Regions from separate parts of the Mus musculus genome. Here region 1 is linked to region 2. Evidence: chromatin contacts called from public promoter capture Hi-C data. All regions are on one chromosome and are shown on one strand. The core of a region is the stretch at or near the end of the contact, and the rest is flanking DNA. Distances in the headings are between cores, read along the strand shown. Region 1 holds the start of Ccdc185 (coiled-coil domain containing 185). Region 2 holds the start of Lin9 (lin-9 homolog (C. elegans)).

Region 1 (4,286 bases), core at 912-3,411, 2.1 Mb before region 2:
TTCACCTGCACACTGGGGCACACTCAAGTGCACAAACACACGCATAGACACAGTGGCCTGCCATGATTTTAGTACTCAGCTTTATATTTGTTATTGCACATATTTGTGTGTGCACACACATACTTGAGTGTGCCACAGTCTGCATGTAGAGGCCAGAGCAGATGTTGTGGGAGTTGGCTGGTTCTTTCTACCATGTGGGTCCCAGAGATCAAACCCATCATATAAGACCTGACAGCGAGTACCTTCACCCGCTGAGGCCCACCTTTTATAAGGGCTATGTAGTGTGAAGTGACCACGGGCATTCTGAGTTACGGCCGCTGTGATTGCTCCTGGGTAGCCTCGACTGGCTGCCTCACATGGTCTTTAAGGCTTTCAAGCATGTAAAAGCTTTTGACCTTGTGGCACAACATTGTCATCTACAAAGCGGATACTTGATAACTGGTTAATGGAGTACACACACACACACACACACACAAACAAACACACAATAAAGTTTTAAGTTAGCCATTTTATATAGGGCTGCATTTATAGTTAGTGAGGAGGTGGCCTCAGATCCACAGGTGGAGCGTATCTTCATGAATAAGCCAATAGGAAGACTTTTACAAGTTGTACCATGGGTACCAGGCATCCTTGATATTGCTGTGAGATAGACCAGGTACACTCTGACTTGATTGAAGTCACTTTAGTCCTGACCACTATCAAGTCTCCTACTTCTAACCCAAATCAAGGGAAATCTGCTGTTCACATTGCTCCCTCGGACCACACATTTGCCAGCGAGTCCCAACCAAATCATACTTAGCGCTGTCCTGGTCTGCCTGCTCCCGCCTTCTGCCTCACAGCATATTGAAGCTGTTCTTACAAACTGGAATGATGTTGTGGAACAAGTTTACCAACGTCTTTTACAGGGGCTCTGCCCTCACGGATCAATCATCTGTGGATGGTCCCAGACCCTTAGTTCCACCATCATGGCCTGACCCTGAGGTCCACCATCATGGTGGTTTAATGCCAAAACGTGCAGTTTGGAGGCATATATTCAGACCATAGCAACCCTAGAGGAGGGTAAACCCAGTCTTAGCTTGACCCGACAGAACCTGAGAGTCACTTTTCTGACATTTTACCCAAACTGGGTTAAAATTACATGAATCTAGTACATCTTTTCAGCTAGAAGTCTGCAGAAGAACTTTTAAATACAGTTAAGTGTTAAAAGCTTTAACTGGAACTTAGTAGGACACCATTTATTGACTGCATTCTGGTGGCAGGTGTTCCACACACTTCATTTCACCTCGCCTTCAAAGTAGCCCAGCTTTCCAGAACTTGGGCTCATGGGAGGAATGCGCTCAACATCACAGGGCTGAAAGCAGAAGATCCAGTCACTTGCCCTTTGGCAAGGTGGGGGGGGGGATCTCACAAAAGTTGGGGGGGGGGAGACAAATGGCCAATAAATGAAATCTTCGAGGGGCTATTTGAAAACAGTGCAGACAAAATTCATATTTTGATTTCTAAAAAAAAAAAAAAAAGCTGTAATTTACACATTAGAGGAAAACCAGAATTGCTTGTTGCTGTTCTAAAGTTCACAAAGGTAACTGTGAAAGCATCCCTTGGGCTTGCTAAGGCTCAGACCAGTGTGCTTCAGGGACCGTTTCCTTTCCACACCTTACATGCACAGAAGGCTTAGTGAGGTTGGTGAGCTGCTTAGCCAGGTAAGGGCACTTGTCTCAAAGCCTACATTCGATCCCTGGGACTCAGATGGTGTAAAGAAAGAACCAACGCCTACAAGCTGTCCTGAGCTGCCCACACACCAGTCATGGCTTCTACATGTCCATCCTCACAGACACACATAGAACAAACATAAAAATAGAGACGTGACTCCAAAGGACAAGCAAAATCCCCCTTCCTCAACACTACACTTTGCCCCTCTCTCCCACTAAACTCTTTAAGTTGGAGCCCTTGGCCTGGAGCTTCCACAATCCACTAATGGAAACACTGATGCTGTCACGATTCTATACACCACCCTTGTTTCCTAGACTTCCAGCCAGCTCATCAAAGGCCAGGTGCACTGAGGCCTTTAAAGACCAGATGGCACCAGGATGCATTGTGAAGTGGCAGGAGCGTCACAGGCCACATGGATCACAGGATCTGAGCGTGGGCTGGGTGTCTGCAGTGGCCCCCTGAAGGTCCGTCGACCTTCTGTAGACTCTGGGCCAGCCGGGAAGGGAGCATGGCCGGTTTCCATCTCTTCTCCCCACGGTCCTATGGGGAGCTCGGGGAACCCTTGCTAGCTGGAGAGCAGGAGTTCGCAGCCCAGCTGGGCTGGTCTGAGTTGTCTCTGAGTCCCTGGGCCCAGACTCCTGGCGCCGAGATCGAGACCGAGGTGCCCTGGGTGCACCCAAAGTGTTCGCCCACTGGGCGGTCCCGCCGGCGTGGGTATATGACCTTGCCACGAGAAAGCCACAGCCTGACATACGTGGCCCGAAGACCCTCGGACCGAGCCAGGAAGCACAGGTCCGGCAGCCTCTGCCTGGAAGGAGCCTGCGGGGAGGCACCAACCAAGTCCAGCAGAACCTGGCAGCAGCAGCAGCCGCCACGGGATCAACCCAGCCCGCGCTACCCTGCAGCCCGGGGAGATTCATCCCTGCAGTACATCCGGGAAGCTTTCAGTCCCCCGAATGCTGGAACGTTGCTTGTAGAAAACACACACCCTGGAGACCGGTGGGCAGTGCCGGTGGGCAGACGTGTAGGTCTCTGGTCTCCTTCCTCGGTTCTCACCGACAAGTCCTCTGTTCACTCCCTAGAGTTATGTAAGCAATCCACCCAGAATAGGAGTAACCGCGACCTGACTGAGTCCTTAAACAAGTATGACTGTCCCTCTGCCTCCTGCAAAGAGAAGAGTAGCCAGCACGCTCAGGTCCTCAAGAGCAAGCTGGACGAGACGGTTATATCTTTGAGGGACCAGAAGATCTTGGCCCTGGTGCTGAGCAGGCTCAAGAAGGCCCAGAGGATGCGAGAGCTGCAGCAACAGGCTGCAGTCGCCTGGGAAGAGCTGAAGCGCTCAGACCAGAAAGTTCACTTGACCCTCGAGAGAGAGCGCAAGCTGCTGCTGCTGCAGAGCCAGGAGCAATGGCAAGGACAGAGGGAACAGCACAAGCCTCAGAGGGGCCATGGCCATGAGCAGCCTCACCAGGGTTACAAGCAGCAGGGACCGCGGCGCGACCGCCAGGCAAGGAGCGCTGTTCGGTCAGAGAACGAGAGTGAGTGGATGGTTCAAGCTGACAACCCGGAGATCCGAGGCCTGGCCAAGATGGACAAGGTGCAAGCGCAGGCCGAGCATCTCAAACAGTGCCAAGTGCAGAGTCTGCGGGAGCAGGAGAGGGTGCTGCAGAGTGTTCGGGACCTGAACAGGCTGCAGCTGCAGAAGAGGCTGGAGATAGCGGGTCACAAGAGGGAGCATGTGATGATGGAGAGCCCGAAGAAGCTCCAGGAGAGCAACCTGAGCACGGTTGTCAACTTCCAGGCCCGCAAGGTTCTCATGGACTGCCAGGCCAAGGCGGAGGAACTCCTCAGGAAGCTGTCGCTGGAGCAGAGTTCCCAGAGCTCCCAGAGCTACCAGGACATCCAAAAGGGTCTGGTGAAGGAGCAGAGGCACAGAGAGCAGCAGGCAAAGGCCCAGACTGAGGCAGAGCAGTTCCAGAGAAGGAGATGGCATGCCGAGGAGGCAGAGGAGCTGCTCCAAGTGAGCAAGCGGGTGCTGGCAGAGCTGGCTGAACAGAAGAGCAGGCAGGCCAGGAGTCATGCGCACAAGACCACCAGGGACAGGGCGCAGCACCTGCAGGAGCTGAACATCCTGCGCGAGAGGAACCATCATATCTTGAAGCTGACAGCGGAGAAGGAGGAGAAGTGTCACATCAAGGGCATCAAGGAAGCCATCAAGAAGAAGGAACAAAGGTTAGCGCAGATGACCTCAGGGAAAGATCCCATCTTCCAGGAGTATCAGAAGGGTCCCGCGTCCTCCAAGATAAACCGCTGCTTTGACCAGGTGGCAGCAGAGCCCCAGCTGTCCGTGCACCTGCAGAGTGGAGTCTACTGAGAACCCAGGAGGAAGAAGGCACAGCCTGGCAGCCAGACAGAGACACCATCATGCAATTCCGCTTTATAATCCGATTTTAATCGAGCATTGATTTTTAAAAATGTATATAAAATAGCTGCATTTTCCTCCCATGAATTAGCTCATTGATTCTCTTGGATGGTGTGGGGGGGAGACTTGGGGGCAAGTACAAAATCTGTTTGAC
Region 2 (4,716 bases), core at 1,130-3,629:
GAGACATTGCATGGTAGTATCAACAATTAGGTTATACATAGTGTAACAGTGTAGCTAATATCTGAACCTCAATGTAAACCCTAAGTTTGTACAAAGAACAAGTAAGAAAATCCTTCTCCTAAAGGTATGCTCACAGACACATCTAGAGGTGTGCTTTGCTGATCTCCTAGGTATTTCTCAATGCAATCAAGCTATCAAAATTAACCATCACCACAGGCATGAGGAAAAGCCTAAGTGGCTCAGCTCTGGTGGGCTGCTGACCAACAACCGTGTGACTGCAGGTGAGACAGCCCTGAGAAGTCACAGAGCGTACCCATTACAGATGATGAAACATTTTACAGTACAGCCCAGGCTGGCCTCCAACTTAAGAGTTAGCCTTTTGTCTTAGCTCACATGTGTTAGGTTAACACACGTCACGGTGCCCAGCTTAAGAAAAAAAATCTCTTCAGATGGCAGGTAACATTCTACTTACTTGAATTATCTATATTTTCAAGCATCGTAAATATCAATCAACCATATTCTCCAAACAAGAACGATAAACTTAGGGATATTCTATAGATAATGCCTTATCAATACAGTAATCACTAGCTATTTAAATATAAGTCAAGATTAAATAGAAATAAAAGAGCAGCACCTGAGCCATCTAGTCACAGGTGACTACCGGTTGCTCACTGCACACTAGAAAAGTGACATCTCCATCCACCATCGAGAACGTTCTTTTGAGACTTAGCACTGGTCTAAATCAAAATTAAAACACAAACATTCTGAATACTGGCAACCTGAACTTCTGACTTAACAATATAAGAAATACACGATATCAAAGAAAACAGAATTAAGAGTTATCTCTCTTTTAAAGGCATATTTGCGTTGCCCACAGATACATCTTACAGAGTTCGAGTTTTTTCTTTGCTTTTGAAACGGGTTTCTCTGACCTGACTTCCTGTTGGGGCACACCAAATGGTTAAAAAACAAAACCACTACTTTATTTGTCATAAAAATGATACAATCGTTCTAAATACAGATTGCTCAGTTTGGAGGTTTGTTTGTTTGTTTGTTTTCCAAGACAGGATTTCTCTGTGTAGCCTTGGCTGTCCTGGAGCTTGGTATGTAGACTGGGTGGGCCTCGAACTCGGAGATCCACCTGCCTCTTCCTACCGAGTGCTGAGATTAAAGATGTGCGCCACCACACCTGCGAACCTTTCGTTGACCAAGGGCTACAAATACACACCACAGAGTACGTGTTGCTTCAAGACCATTTTGTAACTAAAATGCCTTTTAATAATGTGTGCAATATGAAAATTACAAAATTGTTCCCTTGTCCTTAGGTCGCAGAGTAGCTGGCTTTACTGTCTGCGGACAGGTGAACATCCGTCTCAGAGGTTGTGAGTATAGAAGGAGAAGTGAGGCAGTGAACAGGGGTGGGTGTCAGGCAGAATAACATACTTATATGGGCTGCGGTGCTCACATCCGTGTGTAATGCCCACCCCACAGTCTAGAGACACATCCACTCAGGAGGGAGACTGGGAATGGGGCTACCTCGGCACTGTATCCCGGCTGGATCATCTCCGGAAAGGTCCAGGGCCACCTGTAGTCCCAGGGGAAGGGGCCAAGCCTGTGTGACACGGAAGAAAACACTTCCAGGATGGACGCGGGGGGTCGGGGGGAGCGATCACAAGTGCCTGCAGAAGCAGGAGCCGTCAGAGGATCAGATCGGAGGCCCGGGGCACCAAGAGGGGCTGTGTCCCCGGTGCCCAGCCCGAGCCCTCCCGGCCCCCGGCCGGCGAGTTACATAACCGGGCGGGCGAGGAGGACGGCGCCCGCAACTGGGGGGCCGCTCTTCGCCCACCCCGGCCGGCGACAGCAGTCGCTCCGGGAGAGCAGCCGCCGACTCCGTCAGGACAGGCTGGACTCCCGGGCTTTCGGTTTCCGGCGCTGGCGCTCGCACAACCCCAGAAACAGACACACAAGACACCATAACAAAGGCGGCGACGCGGCGGCAGCGCCTGAGGAGGAAGGCCGGGGACTGCGGTGGGCTGGCGGCCATCCCACCTGCCCGGCAACCGGACTCGGCCGGTGCGACCCCGGGACGGGCAACCGGCGGGAAGGAGGGCTGCTCTGAGACGCTACTTACTCTCGTCAGGCAACTGGTCGAGCTCCGCCATCTTGAACGAGCCGCGCCGCTTTTTCAAAGGCTGCCCGCCCCGGTGCATTGTGGGGCGGAGACTGTCTGCGAGGGAGGTTCGAATGAGGAGCTCGCGGCCCGCGGCGCCTGCTCCCGCCAGGCCGTCCGGCTCCGCCCGAGCCCGGCGGGAGGGGGCCTCGGGGCCTCGCCCGCACCCCGGGCCGGGCCCGGAGGAGGACAGGGGACGCCTCGCCGAGAGGCCCGGTAGGGCCGAGCGCGGGGGGCGCGGCGCCAGCACCGATGCGCCCGCCCGCGCCGCCCCCCTCGCCTGCGCTCGCTCCCGGCGCGCGGCCCGCGCTGCGGCTGCGGGAACTGCAGGCCGGTTCCCGAGGGGAGCGGGACGCAGGCCCGGGCCGGTGGCGCGGCGGACGAGACCTGGGTTCCTGGTCGCTTGGCACGGAGGGGGCTCTGCCCAAAGTAACGTGGACTCGGCTCCCCAGATCGCGTTTCTCCGGCGCCCCGGCCCCTGCCCTTCCCCCCCACCGAGTGCCCGGGCCGCGGCGTCCGCTTCGCCTGCAGGTCACGGACGCGGGGTCCGGGCGGCCCGGGCCGGAACCTGAGCTGCGAGCGGCCGGGACGAGACCTTGAGAGGTCACCAAGTTGGTGTAGGCCGAGGGCTAGTGAACTGTCCTGCTTTCTTTCTCTAATGCGCTCCACCCGAGACCGGTAGTGAGCTGGGAGCCTCACAGTGACTAAGGATGCTTGGGGAAGACACAAGTGACACTAGCCAAGTGTAATGAAACTGGATGGGGATTCCTCCCTTGCTGAAAGAAGCCGGGAAAGATTTCACGGTTCCCATCTGTAACACTTTCTAGTATTTAAACCACGGTGGCTTTTCAACTACTATTTTTACAAGCGTGGTTGATCTCCGGGGTGGGTCTATTCTCCAGGGATTTATGAGGAGGGGGTAGTCGGCGAATGGAGAATTTAAAACAAAACAAAAACGAGTGGATGAGTGACTTCCACAAACTAAAAAGTTTAAAGATGGTTCAGTGAGGTGAGAGCAGATCTAGACAGGCCAGCCCAGGCTAAGTTGGGCTTGGTAAAAAGAATAAAGCGAGGTCTTAAGTAGTACGAAGGGCAGGCTTTCATTTCTTTTCTAGAACACATTCAAGAATGTGAGGCACAGGTTGGAGAAAGACAAGATGAGACTCTTGGGCGAGCAATAGAGTGGAAGACTTCAGGCTCAGGAAAAGGGCAGCAGGCTGTGAAAGTTAAGGGTGCAACTTGGGCTGCTACTTGTATCAGTCCCAGGCAAGCTTAATACTTGTGCTTCAACTTCTCCTCAGTAAAATGCAGGCAAAAATTCCACTCTTGCTTAATGAGTGGAAAGAACTTATAATGGCTCCTTGCAGCCAGCTGTTTGCTGCTACAGCCTCCAGTTTATAGACAGTAGGGAGTACCGCTGAATCTGGGGTGGAGGGAGGGGCAGGATGGAAAATCCACCTTTCGAGAGGTGAGGGGAAAGACTAGTGCGAGCAAGAGAAGCACATGGGTGCTGGCCCTTCTGGGCCCAGGGTAAGTGGGGGAGGAGGTGGGCGGGAAGTAAAACGTTGTAACAAAGTAACCTAGCCTTCTGAGAGAATCTAACCCCCCCTGAGCCTTCTGAACACATTCAGACCAGCCTGCCTCGTAACAGGAAACTGGTCCTGCTTGGGACTTGGGTGTCTTCATCAATTTGAAAATGAGATCGGGCATAATTTAACTCTCTGAGAATAAAAGAGCAGCAATCAACATGGAGGAAGCTGAGAGAGAAGAGAGAGGCAAGAATGGTGAAACCTAGTAGACAGGTGTTGTCAGATCAGAGCAAGTCAGATTTTACTCAGAGGCAGTTTTCATACATTTTTCACTACCTTGGTTTCTCTCTAATGTAACAGCATGTGTTAATCCATTTATGCTTCTGAGACAAGGTACCTTGTGACTTGCTTGGTAATTACTAAATGACAGACATTTATTATGGTTCTGGATTCTGGCAATGTCCGGTGGTTGTGATGAGGGCCGCTTTCTCCTTCCATGATGGGTATCTTGCTGTTATGTCTCCCGGGGTGAAGGATGCGTTCTCTTCCCGAGATGGAAGAGCATGAGTGTCCCTTCATACTGAGACCTGCTGCTGGGTAGAAGAGACAGACAGCTGAGCTGCCAGGAGGATGTGAATCCCATTTGGGAGGGTCAGAGCTTCTTAATACTGTTGCATGACAGATTAAACTTCAATATGAGTTTTGAAGGAGACACCGTGATTCTACCCATAGCAACAGAAACCATAGGATAAGTTTCCTTCATTTGTATATTCCAATTTAGGATGACACGATTTTGTAAGTTATCTTGTTTGCTTTAAAACACACTTTGGGCTTGGTGGTATACTCCTTTAATCCCAGTACCCCATGTTGTGTAGCTGTTTCCTGAAATAAAACCTTCCGTTTTGGAGGGAAATTTCTTTCTTTCTTTCTTTCTTTTTTCTCTTTCTTTCTTTCTTTCTTTCTTTCTTTCTTTCTTTCTTTCTTTCTTTCTTTCTTTCAAAAAAGGTTTATTTATTA

Evidence for each region. Promoter capture Hi-C pulls out the DNA fragments that hold promoters and counts their contacts.
Region 1: a contact with region 2 is called in a promoter capture Hi-C map of hippocampal neurons, with 4 times the contacts expected there. The contact joins the promoter of Ccdc185 here to the promoter of Lin9 in region 2. A contact is called at or near these places in 2 of 39 promoter capture datasets (hippocampal neurons and stem cell-derived epiblast-like cells).

Annotation. Positions count from the first base shown.
Region 1 is chr1:182,747,055-182,751,340 of GRCm38.p6, reverse strand. It overlaps Ccdc185 (coiled-coil domain containing 185), which reads left to right and starts at 2,161. Exons shown (of 1, transcript NM_001033547.2): 1 at 2,161-4,215. The coding sequence starts at 2,219. The coding sequence ends at 4,084.
Region 2 is chr1:180,638,813-180,643,528 of GRCm38.p6, reverse strand. Lin9 (lin-9 homolog (C. elegans)) reads right to left here and starts at 2,379. Exons shown (of 15, transcript NM_001103182.2): 1 at 2,132-2,379. The coding sequence starts at 2,210.